Linked DNA regions of Rattus norvegicus: region 1 is linked to region 2. Evidence: chromatin contacts called from public Hi-C data. All regions are on one chromosome and are shown on one strand. Each heading gives the region's core, a stretch centred on a gene start, on an enhancer-like site or on the middle of the called end of the contact. The rest is flanking DNA. Distances are from core to core; before and after follow the strand shown.

Region 1 (7,157 bases), core at 185-2,684, 150 kb before region 2:
CCAGAACTGACTCATAATTAGCCATCTCGGGCTGTTCAACCAAGAAGGAGGGGATAACTTTATCTCGCTTTAAGATTCTGAGTTGATGTTTTCCTTATCATGTAAACGTCTTTTAATGAGTCACTTATTGACATAAATACTTGTTCTTAGGATTTGCCCAAACCTATCCTTGCTTATTCCTGGTTAGAATGTAAAATCGTTGAAACACTGGAGGAAAAGAAAAAAAAAAAAAAAAGCCAAGTTTCAACTAAAGTTAAACATGGAATTTTTTTTTTTACCATGGGACCCACCAAATTCCACCCCTAAGCACACACCAAAAATCACTGGAAACAGATGTTCAAATAAAACTTGGTGTACCAACAGCCATAATGGCGCTTTCAGGGTAATAACCTGCAGGTGGAAACTACGCAAATCACATCAACAGATGAATGGATATAAAAAAAAATAATGTGGCCTGCCCACACAGTAGAATAGTATTCAACTATTAAAAGGAAGGAAGGCATGAGGCGGGGTTCATGCCACAACATAAATGAACTCAGGCTTCATAGGAACGAAGCAGGCACAAAAAGTTAGAGACTGAATTTAGTTTAATGTATTTGAAATTTTCAGAATAGGCAGATCTCTAAAGATGGCAAGATTAGGGGTTTGCAGGAACGAGGGCGAAGGGGGAGTTAGAACTGATTGCTTAGTGAGTAATAAACTTCCCTTTGGGCATAAAGAAACAAGTGGGGGCGATAACACTGCAATTTCCGGCATGTTCTTAATGCCTCTGACTCGTATCCTTTCAATGGTGAAAAACGACAAGCCTTACCTGACATTTTAGACAATGAGTGGATATCTGTCTCGTTTCCCAAAACCTCTCTTGGGCCCGTGGAAATTTTTCTGCGGTACTCACGGAAATGGGTCAACGGTTTGCCCTTGTGGGAAGGAACCCAAGTCTCTGATTGCACCAAGCAAAACTGGTCAGCTGTTTTACAAGGAAAACAGCTGGCACCGAAGCCCAGGCTCTTTAAAGAGCTGGGAACGGAGCCTCCTCCGCAGGGTGAGTTCAAGCTGAAGAGCTGTGATTCCCTGCTTGCCAGGTTGTGTGGGCCACACCCAGCTACTAATAAGTTGTTCCAAACTTTACATGCCCCATCTTAATAACTAGCTCTTCTCCCACCTTGGAGGTTCCCATAATCATGTGGCTACTCAAATGAGAAGAGCAGAAACCACTGGCAATTTGGAGACGAGACAGAGTCCAGAAAAGGAAGCAAAGTCAGGAAAATATAAATTTAACTTGAGGTGTTCCATGAGCACAAGGCAGAGGCTTAGAATGAGGGCTTGTTCTAAATGTCCAAATGGAGAAAATAGTAGTGTCCCTGGAATGGAGCCATGTGGGGAAAGAAATTTCTAGAGCAGAGGCTAGACTCTGGTGTCCTGGATACATGCCAATTTATGACAGCATTTGAAACTTTTGCAATGGTAGGAGGAGACTTTGGTCTATCTGGTGACAGCTAGTAAGGAGAGCTGTCTGGGGTCTAAAACTGAGAAAGCAAGCTACAAGTAGCAAAAGCTAGAAACAGCAGCTTCCTCTATCCTGAAAATGCCAGTTAGGAATGCTAGCTTTTAAGGTCAAAGATGGTCGTGAGACAGCAGAAATAAAACGCAAGTATTGGAAGGTAGGCAGGAGCCAAGCTCTCTCTCTCTCTCTCTCTCTCTCTCTCTCTCTCTCTCTCTCTCTCTCTCCACTCAAAGTCTTGATATGGCAATTTTAAGCAGGAAAAATTACACCGTATCATTTAGTTTAATAAAATACTATTCTCTGGTCACATTATAGAAGACAAACAGACTGAAGGAATCTTGGAGCAAAAAGAGGAACATTGCCAGGGCAATAGTGACTCTCAAATGTTGCTGGTCCAGACCAAGGAAGAAAAGAATGGAAAATTCTATGAGGCACACTACTGGATGGAATGTAGGGAAGGGGAGAGAATGGCAGAGTAAAAGCTTACTGCTAGTTCAAGCAGAAGGTCACCTCATAAGTTCTGCTACAATAAACAAACCCAGTGTATGCCCTGTAGAGCTTCTCATGAGGTTTGCCCAACGGTTGCATCTAAGGTCATATTAACCAGTCCAGATGTGCTAGGGGCATGTATTCTATTTCTTTTTCCTTTTAACTTTTTTCACATTTATTTTATCCAATATAGAATAGCACTCGGGAATGAGTTTCCATACTGTGCATTAATCCGTGCATACGTTGTGTAATGTTTAAACACGTCTTCTCAAACATTGGTCATCTCTTTATAGTGAAAAGCTTCAAACTCGCTTCATGCAGCATTTTTAAAAGCGAGATCTCAGCCGCCCTCCCAGTGGGTCTTTTACCCATACAACTAACTGAAACATGGGTTTTCTATATCTTGCCTATGGAAAAAGAGTAGCACGATGGATTGTGTGTCTTGACTGGCAGTAAGGCAGAACATTTATTCTTGTATGCACTAGCCCCTGTCTTCTGTATGTCTGCCTATCGTGTGTCTGTCTTGCTACTTTGTGAAGTCTCATGACTGACCTCTGGAAAAGATTGGGCATCCTTTAACATTCTTGGCACTGGCTGTCTGTGCTTTGGACTACTCGCTGCCTGACCCTACCTGCCCTTGGGGGTTGGAGGTGAGATGGCCCGGATTCAAAGACACTGACTCCAGAAGCAGGTAAAAGCTTGTCTGTCTACTGCTGCAAGCTCCTTTAATACCCTCTACCTGGGCCCTTTGGTCCTAAGAAAGCATCTCATATAAACAGCAGCTTCCAATTAGCTGACATTGTTCACATCAGCAATCCTTGGTCTCTCAGGCAGTCTTCAACTAGGTCCTCCTGCAGATGCCTTTGTAGCTGTGTGCCCCTGGTGTTTTTGTAGATGTGGCTGCCCCTGGTCCTCCTAGAGGCACTGTCACCAGAGTTCACAGAGTAAGTGATCTCACTCTTCCTGCTCACTTGGCCTCCCTTTGGTTGTCAACCTGACAAGATCTAAAATCACCTAGAGCATAGTGTTTTGGGCCTATGTATGAGAGAGCTTCTAGATTGTGTTAACTGAATTGGGAAGACCCTCTGTGAATGTGGGAGGCCCCTTTCCTTCCTCTAGGCTGAATTTAGGGAGAATGAACTAAGCACCATTTTTCTTATGAAGTAGGGACCAGCTGCTTCACTCCTCCTGCCAGCTTCTCCCTAGCATAACGAACTGCACTCTCAAACTGAGCAAGAACAAACCCTTCCTTGCTTTATACACGAATGCTGTCACACCAATGGGAAAAGTTACTAGCATACTCTCAATTCTCTGCCTCTCATGCCTTCTTGCCTTCCAATTTCTGACTGGGAAATCCAATTTCCCACAGTGCCCCAAGTGGTCTCTTGCATTTGCTCTTCTATTTCTTCCCTAAGCATTCTAAAGTCTCGGTATTCAGCTGTGGATGTTCAAGCCAATGGCTCCAGTTATCTACTCTATATTTTCTTGTCTACATCCAGTAGACACCGTCATTATAATATGTCTGACGTGCAGAACCAGCTAGTCATTTCCCACGGCTTTATCTGCCTCCATGTTACTATTTCTACCAATACAGGCAACCATCTGGGTCACGGAGCTCTATCTTTCTGTATTAATTTATTCATCTTTAGAAGGCACACTAATAGGATCCAGCTTGTGTCTACTCGGTCCTGTACTTCTCTCTCCTTAGCCCCGCACCCCTCCCAAGTCCTGTTGGTAAATTCTATGGGACTGCTTATGTGGGGAAAACTTTCAGATCTATCATCACCTTCCTTTCCTGAGTCTGCTTCTCAGCTCCTATTTCCTCCGTCAATTTGTTATGTTTCATCCCTCACCTCACTGAACTCTTGGTCCTCACAACTGGTAGAGTAAATCATCCCACGGCATGGATCTGACCATGTGGCTTCCCTCTCTAGAAAACCACCGTTGGTAGCCCTCCAGCCAGAAATCCCAGTCTCCCTTCCAACACTCCACAGACTACATTGTTTGGTGTTCTGTCAATTTGTCCTGGAGAGATATGAACAAAATCTCTATCCATACCAGATAAGCTGCTAATAACAACAACAACAACAACAACAACAAAATAAATAGTAACACTTGTACTCAAGCCTAGATCAGCAAGCCAATCAGAATAACCTGGGTTACCTAGAGAAACATGGGTAAGGGATTACCTATAGCAGTGTTCAGTGAGGAGTCCGATTGGAGCATGACCAACGTGTAGGGAGCTCCAATGCTGAGGAATTTCCCCCACCAGCAACCATTTATTCCTATACCTGCAGATGGGTGGGGACCTCGTGAGCACCTCCCTGCAGTCCGTGATGGAACACTATTGGGCCCTCTGCAGACAAGCCAAAGCTGTTGAGAGAGGACAACCAGCATGCCATGGAGGGAGGACAGAGTTTCACAGCATTTGGCTTTCTTTAGAATACATGTATGTGCAGGCATATGTGGAGGGTTGGAGGCGGATGTCCACTCTCTTTCTCAATCATTCCCTACCTTATCTGTAGAGAGATGATGTCTCACTGAGCTGTAGATCACTTATTTGGGTAAGCTGGCTGGCCAGCAAGCCAAGGGATCCCCTAGTTCTCACCTCTAGAGCACTTGTCACCAGGCATTTTTGAGCATGGGTTCTACCTACACAGAAAGCACCCTTCCTTCAGAGCCATGTCCCAGCCCCATCATCCTTTTCTATGAGCATGAGAGTCGGCCTGCATCCTCACCAATGTCTGCTGCAGGGAGGCTGTAGTTCTCACAATCCTAATCCCTGTGAAGTAGAAGCCCATAGTGACTTATTGCCCCTTTCCAGATCGACTGGAAACTCTGACGTCTATCACATGCTTACTGTCTGTTCATATATCTTATTTATTATGGAATGATTCTTCATATTTTTTCTTCTCAATTTTTGGTCTTATTGATTTGTGGGATTTTTTAATATATTCTGGTTATGAACTCTCATGCGATGTACATTTTTTAACATTTCATCTGTGTTTCCCCTTTCATTTTTAATGTCTCTTATGATGAAAGGTTCAATTTGGACAAAGTCCAGTTTATTCTTTTTATTTTCTTTTAATCTAAGTGCCTTGTTGATCTAAAGACGACTCTTCTGTTCAAGTACGTAAAGCCCATGATGTTTTGAGAACAGACACTGACAGGCTCTTCTTAAAACATATAAAAGTATGGAAGATTTAGACATTTTAAAAATGGTATTAAAAATTGAAAAGCAAATTGGAAGAGTAAAGCTGCTTAATTTCAAAAGTTTCTACTAAAGAACCCTAAGAAGATTTAAGTACAGTAATTTCGTGAGAGCCAAGCAATAAGTCAACAGAGTGGAAGAGTATATAGAAGTAAATTCATACAAACAAGATCAATTGATTTTTGTCAAGGGAACCAGGACTACTCAATAGATAGAAGAAAGTCTATTAACCAAATTGTTCTTGAATGTCAATATGATACATAAAAAATATCCACATCAACTTAGCTCGTACCTTAGCAGACACCTGTTACACACTTGCGAGTCAGAGTCAGGACTGCTGGAAATTTGAAGCCAGTGTTATCAACAAAGTGAATCCCAGGTCTCTAAGGATGCATAGAGAAACACATCTCCAAATGAAAAAATTAAACAAAGTCAAATTAACTGTTACCCATAACTCACATGTGCATACACACACACACACACACACACACACACACACACACACACACACACGCCATTCCTATAATTCTTTCAATTGTTGGAGGGTGGTGTGTGTGTGTGTGTGGGGAGAGAGAGAGAGAGAGAGAGAGAGAGAGAGAGAGAGAGAGAGAGATTTTAAGTATATATCTGCTGTGCCTATGGAGGCCAATGATTGACACTGAGGGTGTCCCTTAATAGTTCTCATTGTAGTTTTTGAGACAGGGTCTCACTGTATGTGGAATTCAGCCATTCAGCTAGACTAGCTGGCAAGGAATTCCTAGGGAGCCTACTGTGTCTGGCCCCTCAGCACTAAGATTACATGTGTGTGAAAGATTAGGTTTTGGTTTTTATGTGGCTGATGAAGATTCAAAGTCCTCGGGTTCTACAAATTTTGTTTTGTTTTGCTTTGTTTTGTTTTTTGATGTAGTCCCATCTTTTATTGTGCGCATGAGACTGAATTAATTATCACCAGGAAATTTTTCATCCAATTGTGCTGTGCTTAAATATGCCTAAAACAAAGTACTTAAGGTCAGACTTAGAAGTTTGAACCAATGTCTGCTATTTAGTCATATTGAATGAAACTAATTTTTTTGACATTTTTTCTTTTATTGGATATTTTTTATTTACATTTCAAATGTTATGCCCTTTCCTGGTTTCTCCTCCAAAATCATGCTATCTCCCTGCTTCTATGAGGGTGCTCCCTCCCTCTCCCGCCCACTTACTCCCTCCCATCTCCCCACCCTGACATTCCCCTACACTAGGGCATTGAGCCTTCACAGGACCAAGGGCCTCTCTTCCCATTTACAAGGCCATCCTCTGCTACATTTGTAGCTGGAGCCATAGGTTGATCCCTGTGTACTCTTGGGATGGAGATTTAGTCCCTGAGAGCTCTGAGGGGTCTGGTTGGTTGATATTGTTGCTCTTCTTATGGGGTTGCAAATACCTTCAGCTCCTTCAGTTCTTTCTCTAACTCCTCCATTTGGGAACTCTGTACTCAGCTCTGCAAGCATCTGCCTCTGTATTTGTCAGGCTCTGGCAGAGCCTCATAGGAGACATCTATATCAGCAATCCCACTAAAATCAAGGACTAGACAATACTACCACTTTCTCCCAACCTATTCAATACAGTATCGAAGTCCTAACTCGAGCAATTAGACAAAAAAAGGAAGTCAAAGGGATACAAATTGGAAAAAAAAGTCAAAATATCACTCTTTGCAGATGATATGATAGTATACTTAAGTGACCCTAAAAATTCTACTAGAGAACTCCTACAGCTAATAAACAACTTCAACAAAGTGATTGGATATAAAATTAACTGAAACAAATCAGTAGCCTTCCTCTACTCAAAGGATAAACAGAGTGAGAAAGAAATTAGGGAAATCACCTTTTATAATACTCACAGATAATATAAAATACCTTGGTATGACTCTAATCTATAAGATGATGTCATTATGCAGGTGAAAGCAGGTATAGG
Region 2 (6,892 bases), core at 1,216-3,715:
GGCATTTATAAAAGGACACCAATGTGAGACTTTCACTTGACAAAAATATAAAGGAGAGGAGAGCAAATCAAATGTCAGTTCATGGTAAATGTGGGAGTGGGTTATAGCTCATTTTCACGGTGTATAATCTTCAGGGAAGAGCTAGGTTTGGCTGAGATAAATGGTTGCTTTTGAGGGGTTTCTGTTACACTCACTTTTGAGTGATAATAAAAAGAGATGCAGAAAATGTATGTTACTCATAAAATAACCGGTGACAATCTTCCCCCATTTGTGTACATGGATGTACAACTGTGGTTATAATATAAGCAAGGGGGAAAATATAGAAGGACATTTAAGGTGGCCAACTAGACTTACACACCTCAGGGGCGGGGTAGCTGAGTGAAAGAAAAGGGGAAAGTGGGGAGGGGAAGTCAAGCAAAGAGTTAACGACCCACTTCTCAGAGTAACAAACATATATGTATTTATGCAAAATTACATACATACACAGACACACAGACACACAGACACACACACACACACACACACACACACACACACACACACACACTCCAAAAACCAGCTTTGGTATTAATAAAATCATCAACTATTTACTGAGCTCTCAGTATAGACATGACACATTCCATGAATGATTGTTCTAGAATATTCTAAAAAAAGCACATCTTACTACTCCTCAAGACAACATCCCAAGAAGCACAGTAACATCCTCATTTTCAACCAGATGGCAGTCTAGGCGACTTCTCTAGAACTTCAAAGAAGAGCACTTGACAAATTAAAATTAAAACACAAATCTTGCTTGCTTCTTTGGCAATCATGTTTGGGCTTGGGTGTGCGCATGTGTGCCTACACGCGTGCACGTGTGTCTGCGTCTGGAAGACAAATTTGAAGAAGACATGACAATAGTTAAGCTTGTCAGATATCTGTTTGTTTTTGCATACATGTGTTGCATACATATGTGTTTTGTTCACAGTCGTCCCTATTACCCTGTCTTGTCCCCTTCCAATCCTACTGCACCCGTTCCTCTTCTCCTGCAGTCCCCCTTGTGCTTCCCATGTCTTTTCTTCTTTTTAATGACACCTAGGATGGAAGCAAAGGACAAGAGTGGGGCGTCCGTGTTGACAATCAGATTCTGAACTGATGATTGGGCCAACCCTTGATGGATTCAGACTAGGATGGCTTTTACTGAGAGGTGGGAGCCTACTTGGAAACAGTATGTCTCTCGGTGTCTCTGTTCCTCTGTCTCTATCTGCCTCTCTCTGTGTGTCTGTCTCTGTCTCTGTCTCTCTCTGTCTCTCTGTCTCTGTCTCTGTCTCTCTCTGTCTCTGTCTCTCTGTCTCTCTCTCTCTCTGTCTCTCTCTCTCTGTCTCTCTCTTTCTCTGCCCATCTGTATCACATGCTCCCTCCTTCCACATTCTGCCCAAGCACACCAGGCTAAGCACCCCTGTCCTGAACCTATGTATTTACGACAGGCATTTTATCATGACAGGGGCATGTGATGCATAGGCAGTTGCCCTACGTGGAGCCATATTATCCAACCAGCCAACATTGGTGCAAACCACCTAAGTCAAGGGTAACTAACTTCAAACCAGCCTATCATCCATTTGCTCAATAAGAAACCACTGAACCCCTCCTGTTCTGTGCTAGGAGCTGGGGATTTGTGGGTGGCCATGACAACCTCTTAATATTTGATAGATCGGAGTCAGTTGATCGAATGATCAATGTGAATACATTGTATGTAGCAGGGTATTTTGACTTCTTATTCTAAAAAGTGGGTGGGGCTGACCTATCTTTAACAAGACAGTAGACTCTGGTCCTGTCAAAAACCAGGGGGACTTTCCAGGGACCCAGCAATTCTCTCTGACCCAACTTCATCAGAGGAAGGGAGTAGTAAATGAAAGGGCACTCAACCATCCTTCTTCCCACAACCAGCACATAGCAAAGCAAATTTTTCTCATTAGTGTTTGAGGTAGAAGTTATGGGTAACTTGCTTCTCTTCTGTCTTCATACTTAACTCAAACATTCTTTGATTGCCAACATCTATAAAGAAATACCATGCACAGACTGTTTTATGTTCCAACACCATGAACCACCGCTGCCCCCAGCCAACCATCCCCACCCCAAAGATTTCTCTTCATCCTCTTCCAAAACCCCTACGTGGGTCTCCCTTAGAAGGTCAAGATGGCTGAAATAGAGGCAGTGATTGAGACAAGGCTGTAGCCAGTCACTGACAGGCTTATTAAGTAAACACCACTGAGGAAACACAGAGCATCGTCTGGTGCTGTGAGTTTGGATCCTGAATCTGTAAATATACAAAGGGAGAAAGAGCTTTCGGTGTCTCGAGGCGTTTTCTGTCCAGGAGCCAAGACGTTCAGTTGCACATGTGTGTTTTTTGCAGACTCCTGGCTTGCACTTCTCTTCCTTATTCTGGCTGCCCCCTGCACTACTCTTGGCAAGCCTCACTCTGGAGAGGTCTGAAAAAGTTTCCATCCAGGCGGTTCCTTTGGTTAATCATTAGCAGCTCTGGTAAAAGCTGCTGGGGTGGGGGTGGGAGGTTTGAAAGAGCTAACTGTGGGGGAAAATCTCAGAGTCCATTCATTTGAGAGACTTAAGGACTCTTATCCTGGTATACTGAGATTCCGCTGGGCATCAGTGAGACACGACACTAAGAAATATTATCTAATCACTTCTCTGTATCTAACATAAGCTGTGTGACATTGGTCAAAGGAGAGAGAAGGTCATTGGAAAATACACAGGTTAGAAACAGTTCATCTTAACAGACCATCTAGGTGTTTCTATCTCCCATTTTACAAAGTTAGACTTGAAACCCCAAGCCATTCAACTTTGCCCATTTTAGAGCATCTTTACTTAAGTAAACAAGGAGTGTCAACTTGTTGCTCTCCTCAAAGCTCTTTTCAATCTGTTAGCCTGTGAATCACGCAACCCAGCAAGAAACAAACAACCTCTCTTGCAGTTTCCACACTTTTCTCTTCCTGGCCGGGATTTCACAGCAAACTTTGGGGACATATAAACAAGGCAGTATCCTGCACATAAAGATGACAGAGCTGTTGTTCACTCATTAGCTGTCAATATAACATGGCTCTCACTCCCCCGTGGCTGTGGCCTCACCCTTGTTTATATTGCTCTGTCCCTTCAGTTTAGAGGACATTAAAAAGCAGAACTGGCTTGGCTGTTTTACGTTGATGGTGAACTTTATGCCTCAGTTGTGTTGCAACCCCAGAGTTTACTCAATTCCACCTGGCAATTCAGTTCTTTGAGATAAAGGAGGTCTCTCTGGGGGGAGGCCAGTAACAGTTTCTCTTCTGGGTCTCTCGTTGGCAGACAGCTGGTGGCACATTTAAAACAGTCATATGACTAGAGGGATGGGGGTGAGGGGTGTGGGTGTGTGTGTAACTTTTTAACAGTTAAAATCAAAACTAGTGGAACCTAAAGGAAGCTATTGCCTTGTCACAGAACCTAAGGTATCTTCTTCAGGACTTTGTAAGGATGCCTTTTAGGAAATCACCCTTTGGGGACAGGGTGTGTGACAGATTTTGGAACTGTCAGAAAGAATCCTAGAATAACCAGTGAAAACTTCAAATATCTCCTATTTTCTCACTCTCACAAGCACTGTCAGGTTTGAATCAATTTCTCATAATTGAAGTGAGAGTTGCATTTGTTGATCTTCTTTTGCAAGTCCTGTATGTAGCTGTTTACTTTTAGAAAACTACAGTGAAAATAACAAACTAACCTTAGTAATAATTTTATGTGGAAGCAGTACATGCAAGGCACGTGAAGGAAAATGGCAGAGGACACTGCAATGAGAATGCCAAGAAAGGACAACTTCATGCTGGGGCCTGTAGTCCTAACCAAACTGAAACCATCTTCATATTCACATCTGAGTACAGAGGGGGGTGGGGGAAGACTAATAGCTTTTTCTAGCTCCAGCCTAAAATGTGTTGATAACCTTAACTTTACAAGTTGTGGAATTAGTTTTACTTAGATAAACCACTTTTGCAAGAGATTAGCTGAAGATGAAGCCATTACGGCAAATCCTGGGAGTTGGTGGTGAGGAAGACCTACACATGTGCAGAAAAATTCCCAAGTGAGTATGAACGTAGACATTGGAAAAACAGATCGAAGAACCAAAGAAACCCAAAAATTGGCATCAAACTACTAGAAGCCAGAAGGGAAAGATGGGACTCTGATTCTCATGGGGTTTAAGAAGAAACACTCTGCCAGCCTTGACCATTGAGCTAATCTTAGATGGATGTCCTCCAGCATGTTGTCCATGATGGACTTCTGTTGTTTAAGCTTTATGGTTTTTTTGCTACGGCAGCCCTAGGAGACTTGTTATGGTTTGTATATGCTTGGCCCAGGGAGTAGAAAGATTAGGTGCGGTCCTAATGGAGTAGGTATGGCCTTGGAGTAGGTGTGTCACTGTGGGCATGAGCTTTAAGACCCTCATCCTAGCTGCCTGGAATTCGATATTCTCCTAGCAGCCTCCAGATGAAGACATAGAACTCTCAGCTCCTCCTGCAGCATGCCTGCCTGGATGCTGCCATGTTCCTGCCCCGACGATAAAGGACTGAATCTCTGACCCTGTAGGCCAGCCCCAATTAAATGTCCTTGTAAGAGTTGCCTTGGCCATGGTGTCTGTTTACAGCAGTAAACCCTAAGACAAGACTGATACACATAGTTTTCCTCAAGGTCAGCTCCAGGGCACACCTTTCTTATCTCTTGCTCCTTACTCATACAGCATCTGTAAAGCAAGGACGAGAAACATTCAAATGGGGCCCAAGGTTCCCTCTGCTTTTCATGACTTTTCTAATTTTTGAGAAGTCTTAAGAACCTTCCAACACTAAAATAAAATAAAATAAAATAAAATAAAATAAAATAAAATAAATAAAAAATGGCTAATTCTTCCTGTTGGCCAAATAGAAAAAATAAAAAAAATTTTTTTAATTTAATTTAATTGAAAAACAAAAACTGTTGGCTTGATCTGGGATCTGAGTTCAAGGGCTTGAGATGAAGATTCTGCCTAAACAGCCCATAACCCCTGGAGGAGGTGATTCTACTTCCAAAAGACTTCAGTTCAAAGCCAACATCAAATAACCTAATTACATCCCGATATTCTGCTGGCAGTAGGTACTTTCTGAATGCAGCCCTGGCCTTTGTGTGTTTGGGGTTTTGTTTTGTTTTGTTTCTTTTATTTATTCTTTGTTTTTTGACAATTTCAAATGTGTATATAATGCATTTTTGTTCACTGCTTCCATTATTCTCTCTCTCATCCATCCCCCACTGAGACCCTTCTTCATCCTAAAAAAGGCTCCCTACTTCTCCCCATCCCCACCCTCTCCCCCTTCTATTCACCTCCCCCTCCCCCATACCCTCCCCCTCCCTCCTACCTTCCCCCTCCCCTCCACCACCATTTCCCTCTTACCCTCTCCCTACCTTCCACCTCAGCCTCCCCTCCACCACAAACTCCCCCTTCCTTTCCCCCTCCCCCTTCCCTTGTCACACACTGCTTCCATGCTTTCTGGGTTAGGTTTTGTGTAACCCATGGAGTTTACTTAGGGTTGCTTGCACAAACATGGATGCAAGGCTATTTACCAGACTTTGGGACACTTTCCAGTGTCTACACCACTGAAGAAAAATGACACCCATACCCCAATCCCCCAACCGATAATGGCCAGTATTTCCTCTGGAAAGGACAGAGCCTCATGAGCCCCTCCCCCACATATGATTGAGAGGAGCCCAGTGTTGAGCAGATCTTTTGCATGTAACCATAACACTGCACAGTCTTTAAACAGCTGACTTAGCCCAGTTTGATAGCTTTGTTTTACTGGTGTTACGTCCTCTTGGAGAAGAGCGAATAGCTTAGCCGCCTGGAAGTAACCTGGAAACTAGATTGGAGCCGTCAATTCCTTACAAGGCAAGAGGATAAACATTTAGAGACGCATTTTTGTGTGATATTCCCAAAGATACATGAACTGTCTAAGGATGTCTCTGTTCACCCCCAATAAGAGTATAACCACAAATGAATGAGACTGCTCCACTTGAGTCCAACAAACAGACTCAGGGACCTGATGCTTGGGGATTCCCAGGCAGCTGAGTCATCATAAAGCCACCTTAGTGTGGTTGACAACTCACAAAAGCTAGATTTCTAGCACTTCCTTGCAGGCATCTCCATTGGTGAGTGGGATCACTGTTCACCTCTCTCTCTCTCTCTCTCTCCATATATATATGTATATGTATATATACACATATATATGTATGTATATATACACATATATATGTATATATACACATATATATGTATACACACACACATACACACACACACACACACACACACACACACACACACACTTGAGGAGGGGCACAATGAACTTGCTCCTTATTGAATTCCCTGAGTCTTGACAACCTCCCGAACTCCATGAGATTCATACATTTCTTTAATTTCCCAAGACTTATTAGCCTCTCTCTTCTTCCCAGAAGGGACTTTTTTGATTCTGAGGAAAAGAGCTACACAAAAGTGCACCTTAGCATTAATTTAAGAAAGAGATAGAGTGAAAGGAAGCATCTGAGAGGTTAGGGACAGCAGTCCATGCTGGGAATTCTGGTCAAGAATTTTATCCCTAAAAATCATGAATGCTGGGGTTGGGGATTTAGCTCAGTGGTAGAGCGCTTGCCTAGCAAGCACAAGGCCCTGGGTTCAGTTCCCAGATCAAAAAAAAAAAAAAAAAAAAGAAAAAGAAAAAAAAACATGAATGCTTTTGAGTCCAGGACACTGGAGAAAAGGAAGCTGAAGCTATATATGGCAGCTTCTGATACAATATATTAAAGAGGAATGAATTTCATTATAAATAAATGAGAATTTATTTTCCCTATCTCT

Evidence for each region. Hi-C and Micro-C count contacts between places; a contact is called where the count stands out from the background.
Region 1: a contact with region 2 is called in a Hi-C map of liver, with 4 times the contacts expected there. The contact joins two enhancer-like sites. A contact is called at or near these places in 2 of 12 Hi-C or Micro-C datasets (kidney and liver).

The regions. Positions count from the first base shown.
Region 1 is chr7:33,445,163-33,452,319 of GRCr8, reverse strand. No RefSeq gene overlaps it. Among named protein-coding and RNA genes, the nearest start is that of Btg1, 220 kb to the right of the region's middle. Within about 2 kb of position 1,434, at least 8 of the 93 cell types and tissues checked have an H3K27ac peak or open chromatin away from gene starts, as enhancers often do. A contact at or near this core is called in liver, where this site is marked.
Region 2 is chr7:33,291,629-33,298,520 of GRCr8, reverse strand. No RefSeq gene overlaps it. Among named protein-coding and RNA genes, the nearest start is that of Btg1, 67 kb to the right of the region's middle. Within about 2 kb of position 2,465, at least 5 of the 93 cell types and tissues checked have an H3K27ac peak or open chromatin away from gene starts, as enhancers often do. A contact at or near this core is called in liver, where this site is marked.